Regions from separate parts of the Sus scrofa genome. Here all the other regions are linked to region 2. The links are chromatin contacts, called in public Hi-C and targeted proximity ligation maps. All regions are on one chromosome and are shown on one strand. The core of a region is the stretch at or near the end of the contact, and the rest is flanking DNA. Distances in the headings are between cores, read along the strand shown. Region 1 has its middle 130 kb from the start of TRIB1. Region 2 holds the start of TRIB1 (tribbles homolog 1). Region 3 overlaps NSMCE2 (E3 SUMO-protein ligase NSE2).

Region 1 (4,035 bases), core at 1,050-3,549, 130 kb after region 2:
TTCTGCTTCCAAGATGGCGCGCACCCGGGCCTCTGGGCCCCGTCAGCCCTCGAAGGCCTCATCCACCATCCGTTCTCAAAAAACAGCCAGCGCGGCAGCTCCGGGTGGCCAGGATTGCGACACCAAATGTGTTTGTTCCCGTGTTTGTGAAATACCTCAGAGGCACCGTTCCAGTCCCACCTGACTAGTTTTCTGATTTGCCACATGGCCCTGGCTCCATCTGCCAATCCTCAACCGGGGCTGACTGGTCAGAGAGTTTGAGGTGTGGGTTCAGAGCATAAGCGACCTCATTCCTGTCTTCCTGAGTGAGGAGATTTTTGCCTGCCTGAAACTTCTGAACATCACTGGTTGGGCTTGGAGGCAGTGCTGGGGCCCTGGGGTGATGGTGTGACCTTGGGCCAGTCAACCTCTCAGAACCTTTTGTCCCTTTTAATGCATGAAGAGGATAATAATTCCTATCTTGCAGGATTGTGACCCATAAGAGTATCACCCGATGAAAAGTCGGGATACCAGCTCACTCACCGGGCTTCCTGCCCCTAAAGGTCGCCGAAAGCACAGTTGACCTCAAATTTCTGAGTTGTTAAAATTCAATCTTGCATTTAATTCTTGCAAATGAATTACTGTCAGCATTTGACTGAGAGCAGGAAGAAGAGGCCTGGCTAATATGTAACATCATGGGAACTCAGAAGCCCTGGAAATTGGCTCAAGAACATGGCAGCAGGACGACTCAGCCCAAGAAATGGGGCTGCAGGGGACATTTGACCTAACGCATCATGTCATTCATCAGCCTCCTTCCGCCAAGGGGAAAAAGCTGAAGTTGGGGAGGGGACGGGCTAAGAATTACTGGGCTTCTGTTGTATGCCGATCACTGAGACAGTAAGAGAGGAGTTTGGCATATATTTTCTCATCTCCTGAAAAGGAAGCGGCATTACCTCCAAATAACAATCACTCATTTAATAAATATTTAGTGAGTGGTTATTATGTACTAGGTATTGCTCTTGGAACTAGAACAGGTGAGAAAACAGAGTGGTGATACGGTTTTCTCAAAGTCACCCAGCTCCTATGTGGCAGATCAAGATAAGAGCCCATCTTTTCTGAAGCTTATTCCATGGTTGTTTTCATTCCGAAATGCTGCACAGACACAGACACAGACACAGACACAGACACAGACACAGATACACAGATATGCACACACATATATACACACACACAGACACATCTGCATTCACATGCACATACCTGCACACACACACACCAACATACACACTCACACACCAGGCAATGTACCCAAACTCACACATGCACTCATGCTCACATACAAACACACACACACACATGCACAGACAAATACACCCACAGTTGTGTGTGCACACACCCCCACACCCCCATTTTTGCACGCCCAGATACCTATATACTTGCACATATATTCACACACACCATTTCATTCATTGGGAAGGATTTTTTTTAAGCTGCTGGAATTCATGCATCTTTCGTATCAGTAATATTGCAGCTGCCCTAATCCCCTGAAACCTCTTCCCTGCCCCATCCTTGGCCTCTCTGCTGCCAGTTACAAGCTCGAGTTCAAGTTGAGACCTGGGTGTCCCCAGCCCAGCACCCCCTCCCCTGCTCTCTCACGCATGTGCCAAGCGCCCAGGAAGCCCTCTTCCAAGTGTTTCATCGCGCCTCGGGGCGGGGAGCCATCCATCTTGGTTTCAACATTTTGCTTCCACCTGGCATTTTCTTTGCCAGCAAGTAGGTGAAGTAACTCACTCTAATGCTGGCGGCACTGAGAGAGGGGAGCTGTGCTCTGCTCTGTGGGGTGTTGGTGGGGACATTGCCAGTCTGTCCCATGGTCCTTCGTGATCACCCAGGAGGCAGGCTGGGGTGCTGGGTTTTAGCTTCGCTCATCAGAGGAAGCAATTCAAACTCTTCAGAATATTTCATCATCCAGGCAGCGCCAGGTGGGGGTGGTAGAATTTGAGAAACTTTGGCAACTCCCGTATCTCAGTGCTCGAGGAGTGCCAAGAGAGTCACCTTACACAACTCCTCCGTTTTCCTATGTGTCAGGGTCTCTCTCTGTATATATCTAAGGTACCTTTGCCTTTCCCATTACAGGATCTCGAAAGTGTGCTTAGGGACGCCAAGTACTCATGGAAACCTTTGGACTCAAGGTCTAGCATTGACCCTCTTCCTGGCCATGTTGCCCAATTGGATGCGTTTGCTAGAGGCAGGTTGTTGGGTTCAAACATTCATAAAAAACAATTCCCAGGCATAGTCTGTAGACAGCCAGGGAATGGTTTAGCAACATGCACTTTGCCTGGGATGAGCTCACTGTAACAAACACACACACGCATACACACACACACTGGGGAAGGTAAAATGGTAAGATGGAAACAGGAGATGCAGAGGAGATGGTGCCGAGCACGTGAACACCGCCCAGTGAGAGAGGGAACCAGGTGCCCAGGTGCCTCATGGGCGTGGGCCAGACTCTGGGATGGTGCATGATAAAGACGTGGAAGTCTGGAGGTGGCGTTTGTCTTATATGGTGATGACTTATGATTAGGTCTTATGTTGTAACTAGACCATACACCCCAGCACTCAGGGATCGGGGCTGAAGCACCGTTTCCCTCTCCTGTACCACCTAACTCACATCCCAGTGGGTAGAGAGAGTTCCGTCCGTGCGAGGAAGGAGCAGCTGCATGGATCTGATGCTTATTCATGTTCACCTCCCTTGACAGTGAGTCAACCCTTCTGGTGGCTGAGCGTGTGCATCCCTCACGTCCCTTAGCAAGGCCCTCTGTGTGGCCCAGTGGCAGGCCTGGGGGAGCTGCCTTGGCGGGGGAGGTGAGATTTACACACAGAGCCAGGTGCCGTCCTCACGTGCAGGGGACTTACTGAAGCTGCATCCTTTCAGATGACGCGTCCTATGGTGCTGTGATGAGGAGTGTCCCCTGTGTCACAGATGCCCAGGGAGACCTCTCAGAGCACGTAGGATGAGGTGGAGACTTGCGGGTAAGAAGAGGGGAGGCTGGTCCAGGGAAGGGGAAGGCCAGGAGCCAGAGTGCAGCTTGGGATACACACACAGCTTCCATTGCTCCTTCTCTTTCTTGTTTACTCGTTCATTCACCCAAAAAATACTTTTCAGAGCCCTGCTCTGTGCCAGGTACTGTTCCAGCCTTGGGGAGCAGAGCAAGTCCGGTTCACAAAGTTGTGCGGGAGCCAGATAAGGAACAAGTATGACAAGTGAGAAATGCATTAGCTGGAAAAGGACCCAGGGTCACGGGAGTGCTGAACAGCCAGGAGGCAGGAGGAGGCTCGGTGGGCAGAATCTTGAAGGATGAGGGGCATCAGCCTGGAGGTGGAATCGGGAGTTTGGGAGAAATGGCAAGAAGCACCCCAAGCATGAACCCCCCGGGAACAGAAAGAGGCCAGCCCTTGCAAGACTCCGGCGGTCCTGGGTGGCGAAGCCAGAGTGGAAGAAGTCCGGGGTGGGGGTGAGGGTAAGGGAGGGAGCGGCACAGGGTGGGAAGGTGAGAAGGAGGGGTGGGCGTGCCCAGGAGAAGGCCACACAGAACCTTCTGGGCTGTGGTAGGCTTTTGGACTCTCTAGAGCCGTCTAAGCAAGAGCCGCTGTTGACTTGAACTGGAGTCAGGTGGCTTAGAGCCAGAGGGGACAGCTGGGCGAATGAGTCAGGAGGGTCCTACTCCCCAGATTTCTGCAAGGTGGCTTCCAGCTCTGCCCTTGTGTGACTGTGCTCTGTGCCGACCCCTGTGCTTGTGGAGGAGTCCAGGGCTCTCCCGGGAGGCCCTGCTACTCCCTGCAGCCCCCCACTCACCAGCTGCACCACCTTCCTCCCACAGGCCACTCTGTGGCCTGGGCCCTCACCCTGCTCCCCACTGGCCACCCCATCACTTTAGCCCAAGGAGCCTGCAGCTTCCTTTCCCTCTGCCTGACATCCCTGCTCTCATCCTCAGTCAAGCCTCTTATCTTTGCAATAAGAACCAGGGTCCCTCTGAGCCTGCTTCCCCTCTTACT
Region 2 (3,913 bases), core at 117-2,616:
TGAGTACCCACAAGTGCTTAAGAGCTTGAATGCTCCACCTTTTAGTAGTGATTTGATCACAGCAAGTAACTTCGTCTTTGCAGGCTTCTCCCTCTTGAAAAGGGGCAAAAAATAACCCAACGGGGTGGCTGTAAGACTGCAGTGACTATGTGTAAAGTGCTAAGAACTGTGCCTGGCATTTTACAGACCTCAATTAACGTTAGCTATTATTATTTTAATGCTCAATCTTCTAATCCCCAGCGTCTAGCTCTTACTAGATGCTTCATTAGTATTTGCTGAATGAATGGAGATTTAATATGGAAAAAATTTATCCTTGGGGCTCGACCTGGTTTTAGAAAATGAAATTTTTAGTACAAGGGCAGAAGGGATTCTGATAATAGCTATGTACGCTGGGTGTCCAGGGACTCCAAATCGACCTGGTTCTTGAAAGAAAGAAAAACGATAGATTCTAGGTTGCTTTTTCATGGAGCTTTGTGCAGCGTCTGACACACATTTCGCGCTCACCGCAATCACGTTGCACGAGTGCACGCACACGCCCTGGCAGGGCTGCCCGGGTGTAGGAAGTATCACTGTCGGTGGCAGAATGACTCCCACTCCGCTACCCGGCCACCACGGAACTGGGCTGGGCTGGCCCCGGGGCCCCAGACCCTGCAGGGCGTGTGGAGGCCGGGGAGGGGGCTAGAATCCAGCGGCGGCCACGTGGGCCCCTTCCGCCCTCTCCCCACATCCTTTGTTTCCCACCGGCCCCGGCTCAGGAAGCTCTTTCTGCGAGTCACCGCGAAGGGGCGGCCGGGGAGCCTGGAGAAGCTATTTCCGTGCAATCCCGGCGGGCGGCAGGCGCGGGAGGGGCGTGGAGGTGGAGGCAGCGCAGAAGGCCCAGTGTTTGCTTTTATTTCATCCAACAGAAGGTTCTATTTGTGGAAGCGAACAGACGCTGGGGATTAGAGCTGGGAGGGGGCAGGAAAAGGAAAAAAAAAAAAACAAAAAACCACATCCACAACCACGCATAGGTCTTCCCCGGAACTACCGCGTGGGGGTGAATGAGTGATTCTGGAATTCATCACCTTCTCTCTCTTCCTTTCCGCCGACTACCGCCGGGCCTCGCGACGCCCACGGCTCCAACCGGAGGTCCCAGGGCGCGGGGCGGTCGGTTGCGGGGGGAGATCCCCAGGGCAAAAGGCGTCACCGCGCGGCTGCAGCGAGCAGCGGGTGCAGCGAGCCTTGGTGCGCGCGCCCGCAGTCCATTGTGCTCGGTGTGAATGGGGAGCGCGCACCAATCAGCGGTCGCTTCGCCCCCCACGGCCCCACCCCTCCCGCCCACTTCCCGGGGACCCTGACGTCACGGGAACTTTTCCTCCACCCCCTCCTCCAGCTTCTAGCTTTGAGCCCGCTGCCTGCCGGAGGGCGCGCGCCGCCTCCTGCTTAGCCCAGCCCGGGGGGCGTGTGCGCGCGCCCCAGCCAGCTCGGGACACACCACCTGCGCCAGAGCGCGCGCTGCCCGGAGCATCCCAGCCCTCGGGCCACCCCCATCGCCCCCGCCGACCCAGCTCCTCCTCCCTCCTCCCAGCCTCCCCCCCCCCTCTCCGGTGACTGCTCGCCCAGCGGCAGGGCCCGAGTCGTCGCAGCCACCTCATTGCACAACCCGGCTTCCCAACTGTTTACACAGCCCGGCCTGTGAGTGTATGTGTGTATACAGCGTGAGTCACCGGGAGGCGGAGGAGGTGGAGGAAAAGGAGAAGGAGGAGTGCACTGGCCAGGATCGGTGCTGCGCACACACTCACTCACTCACACTCAGTCACTCTCTCTGAGCGCGTCTCGCTCGGGCACACTCACGCCGGGAGCCCGGAGCGCGCAGGATCCCGAGCGCCGCGGAAAAGTTGCTCCGGCTTTGGCCCCGAGACTTATTGCTTTGGGAAGTGCATTTGCTCCGTGGCTCCGCCGAGCCTGCGGAATCCTGTACTCGCTGTTTCGGACCTCGGTAAGGCCAGCCACCGCCACCTCTGCCTCCCTGACTGTCGGCAGCCTCGACAACAATAGCGGCGGCCGCCCCCTGCCAGGTGCCCGGAGCCGATACCGCGGGGGTCTGAGGACCCGAGCCGGCCTCCCACCCCGGGACGCGCAGCCACGGTGGTTCTCGCGTGTACCGCCAGCGCCGGGGAGAGGCTCCGGCTTTGCCCCCCGTGGGGGCCGAACCAAGCTCCGTCTGCAAACTCCATCCTGCGGGCTGGAATACGTCGCGGCGCCGGCGCCGACCCCGTCGCGCCTTCCCGCGCCGATCCGAGGACGTACAAAGCCGGGGCCGTCCCGGCGCCGGACGGGATGCGGGTCGGTCCCGTGCGCTCTGCTATGAGCGGCGTCTCGCAGCCCCGAGCCCCGGCCTTGCTGCTCCCGGCCGGCCGGGGCGCTCCTGCCAAACGCCTGCTGGACGCGGACGACGCGGCGGCGGTGGCGGCCAAGTGCCCACGTCTCTCCGAGTGCTCAAACCCTCCGGACTACCTCAGCCCCCCTGGCTCTCCCTGCAGCCCGCAGCCTCCGCCCGCCGCGCCCGGGGCTGGCGGCGGCTCCGGGAGCGCGCCGGGGCCCAGCCGCATCGCCGACTACCTGCTGCTGCCCCTGGCCGAGCGCGAACATGTGTCCCGGGCGCTGTGCATCCACACGGGCCGCGAGCTGCGCTGCAAGGTAGGCACCCGGAGGCCGAGGCCGAGCGGAGGTCGCGGGGTGGGGAGACACGGTGGCAGCAGAGTTATTTGGGGTTTCCTCAGACGACGCCCGGGGGCCGAAGGTGCCACCAGCGCTTGGGCTTAGGGCAAGGCGGATAAGTGTGTTTGAGTCCGGCAAGGTAGCATTGGACCGGGTTCACTATAAGGGATTGAGGGGTTCGGATGGAGTGGTATAATGGGGTCTTGGCGGTCAAGAGGAAGTGCGGTCCTCAGTTTTTTTTCTCTATGATTTCCTTAATGCCCAGTTTAGCGTGTGGCGTTCCACATAAGTTGTGGAATTGGTGGAATTGAAATGGATTCCAGGGCCATGCCTTTCCCCTTTTCTCATTCTCCTCGCTTCCCACTCCCTCCCCCCGCCCCTTGTTCTGGAGGGACGCCCTGCAGTGGGTTCCTCCTTGGAGCTTGGAGCAGCTGGCAGCTCTCTTGCTGGGGCTGCGAGGCATCCTGGCTCAGCTGCGGGTGATAGGGGGGCGGGCAGCCCGTGTCGGGCTCGGGTCTTGGGAATTCCGGTTGGAACCTGCGCTGGGACAGGGACCCTGTCCTCCCCGAGAGCAGTCTGAGGGGACCTTCCAATCAGGGCGGGGGAACTTGACGGGAGGAGGAGTGTTGGAAAGCCTACACTGGCTAGGAACCCTGGTATCCATTCGTGTCTTGATTTTCCGGCCAGCGATTTTCTTTTGAACATTAGGGATTCCATCCAGGAGATACAACTCCTGGAAACAGGATCCTGCGCGCGCTCCTCCTGCGCCCACAGACGCAGAACAGTCCCACAGTCCATCTACGCTTTGCGAGCTGCACGCCCGGGCCTCACACATCCCCGAGAACCCTCCAGGCTGCTCCTTTTTACCTGAAAGATAGGATCACCCCTCAGTTCAAGTCGCTCTTGGGTTTTCCGCGACTCACCTGACCCTCACCTTCCCGTCCCTGGGCTCGCTGCTGCCACCTACTGTCCGACCCGAACGAAACTTCAAAGGCATAATCGAGCCCGGTTGAAAGGGGGGAAAAATCTTTTCTTCTGGGTCGCTGGGGCTGTGAACTGTTTTGGGAAGAGAATGAGTGTGGGTTGGGGTGGGAGGAAGGGGGCAGCAGAGAGATTTCTGGAGCTGGTTCCAGAGCAGTCAGGCCTCAGAGGTGGGGTGGGTCTGGTCATTGTGCAACCCCTTCCAGTTCCTCCCAGCAGATAATAGCTGAAT
Region 3 (4,228 bases), core at 977-3,476, 190 kb before region 2:
AAATTCCAAAAGTTTGCATACTGAGGTTCATGCATCCTAATTTGAAAACCTGGGCTGGAATAATGGATAGCTTGGATTTTTTTTTTTTTTTAACTGAGCAGAATAGTTAATCACTGTATATGACTGTAGCATAGATTCTGTAGGTAATGCTGAGGATTCTGACAGCTGTAAACAGACCATTTAGGGAAAAGCCCTAGCATCCATCTCATAGTCACTGTGCTATTCAAGTGTAAGAATTCCATGTGCATTTGGAATAAAAATAGCATATTCTGAAAAACTGAAATTTTTTTTTTTTTAGATCAGTCGGTTATTAGCCATGCATCTCTCACCACCAATATATTTTTTTTCTAGTATAGTTGATTTACATTGTTGTGTTAGTTTCAGGTATATAGCAAAGTGATTGAGTTATATGTGTGTGTGTGTGTGTGTGTGTGTATACACATATAAATACATGTTTTCTAGATTCTTTTCCATTATAGGCTATTACAAGATACTGAATATAGTTCCCTGTGCTATACAGTAAGTCCTTGTTTGTTTTATATATAATAGTATGTATCTGTTAATCCCCAAATCCTGGTTTATCCCTCTCCCACCCCCTTTCCCCTTTGGTAGCCATAAGTTTGTTTTCTATGTCTGTGAGTCTGTTTCTGTTTTGTAAATAAGTTTATTTGTATCTTTTTTTAGAGTCTACATATAAGTGATATCATATGATATTCGGCTTTGACTTACTTTACTTAGTGTGATAATCTTTAGGTCCATCCATGTTGCTGCAAATAGCACTATTTCATTCTTTTTTGTGGCTGAACTGTATTCTCTTGTATATGTACACCCCACTTTTGTCATCCATTCATCTATAAATGGACACTTAGGTTGCTTCCATGTCTTGGCTTGTAAATTGTGCTGCTGTGAACATTGGGGTGCATGTATCTTTTCAAATTAGAACAGGCATTATTTTTTAAACACCTGTTGAGTGTTCACATTACCAGGCTAACTGTTCACTATACTTGATACTGTGCAATGATTCTATTTGGTATCTATAGCCCACATTTCCTGCTGTTTTTGCTAGATACTTTTTAAAGCACTTTACTTCCCTGTGGCCGCACTATCAGAGAAACATGGGTCGTTGTGACTCTTAACACAGAGCCACATAAAATCCGTGAACAACAGTCCACTAGAGTTTCACGGCACAAACTTTTAAATGAATCATTAATAGTATCCTCTCTATGTCGTTGCTCTTTGGGGTCTGGAGGGGCGGATAGACAGAAGGAGTTGAAAGAATAGCCTAAGATGCATTTCGTGTTTGCAGTGTTCCAAAGCCTGGATATAAATAATAGATGAGCATTTCTACTTAACTTATCTGGCTAGATTCCTGTGCCTAATGGCTGCATATATACCATAAACAGTGTGAAGAAGCAGCCATGGAAACACTTGTTTTCTTGTTGGGCTAAATTTACTCTGGGTTGAATATTAACACAGTGCCTGGCAGTACTTTAAAAGCAAAAATAGCTTAAGCGTGACTCACTCTGAGTCATTTACTGCTAGTGTGGCTATACTGCCTAGAGCTTGACATTGAACAAGTTGGCAGCCTGTATTGCTACATTTTTTCTAGGAACTCTGAACACATTTCATTCTTGTGAATTCGCTTGTGCAAGATATTAAATAGAGTAATATGTTTATTTTGTTTCAAAGTCAAATGAATTTGAGAATGGTGAAACTAAAGTATTTTTCTTGGGCTTTCTGGAAAAGCCAGATTCTCAGAATTCTGCTGTGGTTAAAAGACTTTATTTTATAAAGAATTAATAAAATGTCATGGAGCTTATGTTTTTAGATGCCTACATTTTTCTGATTGAAAACCTCAGATTGCCCTGAAAATCATCACAAAAAGCAAGCCTAGGTCGTACCACCATGTAGATTCATTAATTTTCTGACATTACCTGAGTTAGATGGATTGTGTCATTCAGGACACTCTTTCTTTTACTTTTCCTTACTTCTTCTTTAAAAAAAAAAAAAAAAAAAAAAAAAACCAACAAAAAACCACGATGAGGCATGCAGTGAAGCCTGCCTTATAGTTTAGTCGGGTATGTGACTGTAAACTTCTCTCTTGGTATTAAAGGTTATATAATGGGAAGTTCATTGGTTTTTGAAAGGCGGACCAAACCCACCCACGGGATTTCTATTGGCCCTTTAAATGTATTGCGTGCCTTTCCCTGGGCAACCCGCGTGGTTGAGGAAGGAGGGAGTTGCTGGTTGGCTGACTGCGGGAAAGCCTCTGAAGGTTCAGTTGCTCTCATGTGGGCTCGGGTCAGGAACGGCTGGGAATCTAAAACGATATCGATGAAGATGGTTTTCCCTTGATGTTGCAATCTTTACCATGTTTTTGTGTTTAGTTTCTGGAGTTGCCTAACAGTATAATTTCAATCAAGGCTTAGTTTCAGCTCTTTTATTATAAACTGTGGGGAACAGGATTTTTTTTTTTTTCTCCTCCTTAAAGGCGCTATCATTTTGCCTCAGGAGTTCTATGATTTGTATAGAAAGACAGCCTGAAACCAAAATGAGCCTAAGCTAATGCTAGATGTTGTTTTGAAATTGTTTTACCATAAAATTCTTGCATTAGGAGATGTAACTCAGGCAGAGAATTTCAACATAGTTGCATAAATTGTGTTTCATATTACAACTTGTTCTCTACTTGACTTCATTGAAATTAATAAAAGGACTCTTTCAGAAGGATCTGGTGAGTTAGCATCATTGTTTAAAAAAAAAAAAAAAGGAAAGAACTTACTCATAATGTATCCTGTGTTGCTAAGTTTTCAAAGCTAGCTATCTCAGCCACACCCAGAAAGCCCTTTCAGAGGACTGAAATCCACTTACTCATTTATGCTGGCTTAGAATTTTCTTCCCAGTAAAGGAAAAAAAGTAAAAGAGCTGAGATCGAGCTGAAATTTCCCTGAGATATATGATGATTTCATGAAAAACTAACATTTGGAAATTGAGTGGCTGCCAAGTCTTGAATGTAATACATAGTTCCTTATTCTGTGGTTAAAGAGATCCTTTAAAGCAGGGCTTTCCGACTGGGGCTTTGTGGGTGCTAAAAATATCCCCAAGGTGCTTATTGTACCCGGAAGGGGTGCCATCACCCTGCCCTCCATCTAGAGGAGGGAATGCCAGTCCCGCTGTAGCCTTCCCTTGCATGCTGGTCATGTGGTCCCTTTGCTGCTCATTTTGGTGGCATATAAATGAGTTATTTGTATGGCTTCAAAATTAACTCCACAGAGTTGAGTTAACCAGCCCTTTTTGGGTTGTCAACTTTGGTGGCTTAGTCTAAATGAAGCTCAGCCTAGCCCAGTAGTCACTCTGTTATTATCAGTTACCTAGATTTGTTTTGTACACAGAATTACATTTGTTAAAACAACATAAAGACTTCACGCAGGGTCTGGCATAAAGTAGGCACTTAATAAAAGCTCGTCAAATCTGAATTTACTTATATGGCAAATATTACAACCTTATTTGATCCACAAAGCTTTCTTCCTTTCATTCATTCCCATCCTCAGACATTTATGAGCTCTTCTCATATGCCAGAAACTGAGGTATTTGAGACAAAAAAATTAGCAAACCTTCAAGAAGTACATTCTTAACTCGGAAAGGCTGATGTGCAAGTTATTAAATACATTAGTCATATGCTTTTTTTAAAGGCTAGGTACAAGGCTGTCATTACATCACAGTAGTAACATTGTTTGTTAACCACTGACAGTCATGGACCTTCTTTGATGACTTCCTGTGTAGCCTGTTCTGTTCCAGTTGCTGTGAGCTGGCTGGTGGTATTCATCCCCATTTTACAGAGGAGGCTGTTGAGGCTCAGAGAGGTCGAGCAGTTTGCCCAATTTGAATCTTTTTGATTCAAACCCAGAAAATTTGACTGCAGAGTCCATGCCCTTCACCACTACGTAAACTGCCTCTCGTTAACGGGCTTGGCTGAGGGAAAAGAAAGAACCCTTAGAAGTAGAAGAAAACGGGAGGTCAGTGCCCAGTGAAGATATGATCTCTTTTGTGAGACCGAGTTGTTGTTGTTGTTGTTGTTGTTTTAAATGAGTGATTGTGTTGGAGTACCCGTGCTAAAATCTATTGCTAAAGCGAAGCGGCTTCGTAAGCAGGTTACGTCTGAAAGTGATTGACCACATACCCAGCATATTTTTCTTAGGCCATAGCGCTAATCCCTAAAATGAGCTGAGTC

What was found. A called contact is a pair of places that touch in the nucleus more often than the background predicts.
Region 1: a Hi-C map of liver shows a contact between it and region 2, with 2.0 times the contacts expected there. A contact is called at or near these places in 1 of 5 promoter capture datasets (liver), 5 of 47 Hi-C or Micro-C datasets (liver and skeletal muscle) and 1 of 2 datasets of targeted methods (alveolar macrophages).
Region 3: a contact with region 2 is called in a targeted proximity ligation map of skeletal muscle. A contact is called at or near these places in 4 of 5 promoter capture datasets (fetal liver, fetal skeletal muscle, liver and 1 more), 22 of 47 Hi-C or Micro-C datasets (alveolar macrophages, blood, brain and 13 more) and 2 of 2 datasets of targeted methods (alveolar macrophages and skeletal muscle).

What each region holds. Positions count from the first base shown.
Region 1 is chr4:14,162,420-14,166,454 of Sscrofa11.1, reverse strand. No RefSeq gene overlaps it. Among named protein-coding and RNA genes, the nearest start is that of TRIB1, 130 kb to the left of the region's middle.
Region 2 is chr4:14,295,572-14,299,484 of Sscrofa11.1, reverse strand. It overlaps TRIB1 (tribbles homolog 1), which reads left to right and starts at 1,366. Exons shown (of 3, transcript XM_021088927.1): 1 at 1,366-2,679. The coding sequence starts at 2,320.
Region 3 is chr4:14,487,554-14,491,781 of Sscrofa11.1, reverse strand. All of the region lies in intron 4 of NSMCE2 (E3 SUMO-protein ligase NSE2), which reads left to right. Among named protein-coding and RNA genes, the nearest start is that of WASHC5, 110 kb to the left of the region's middle.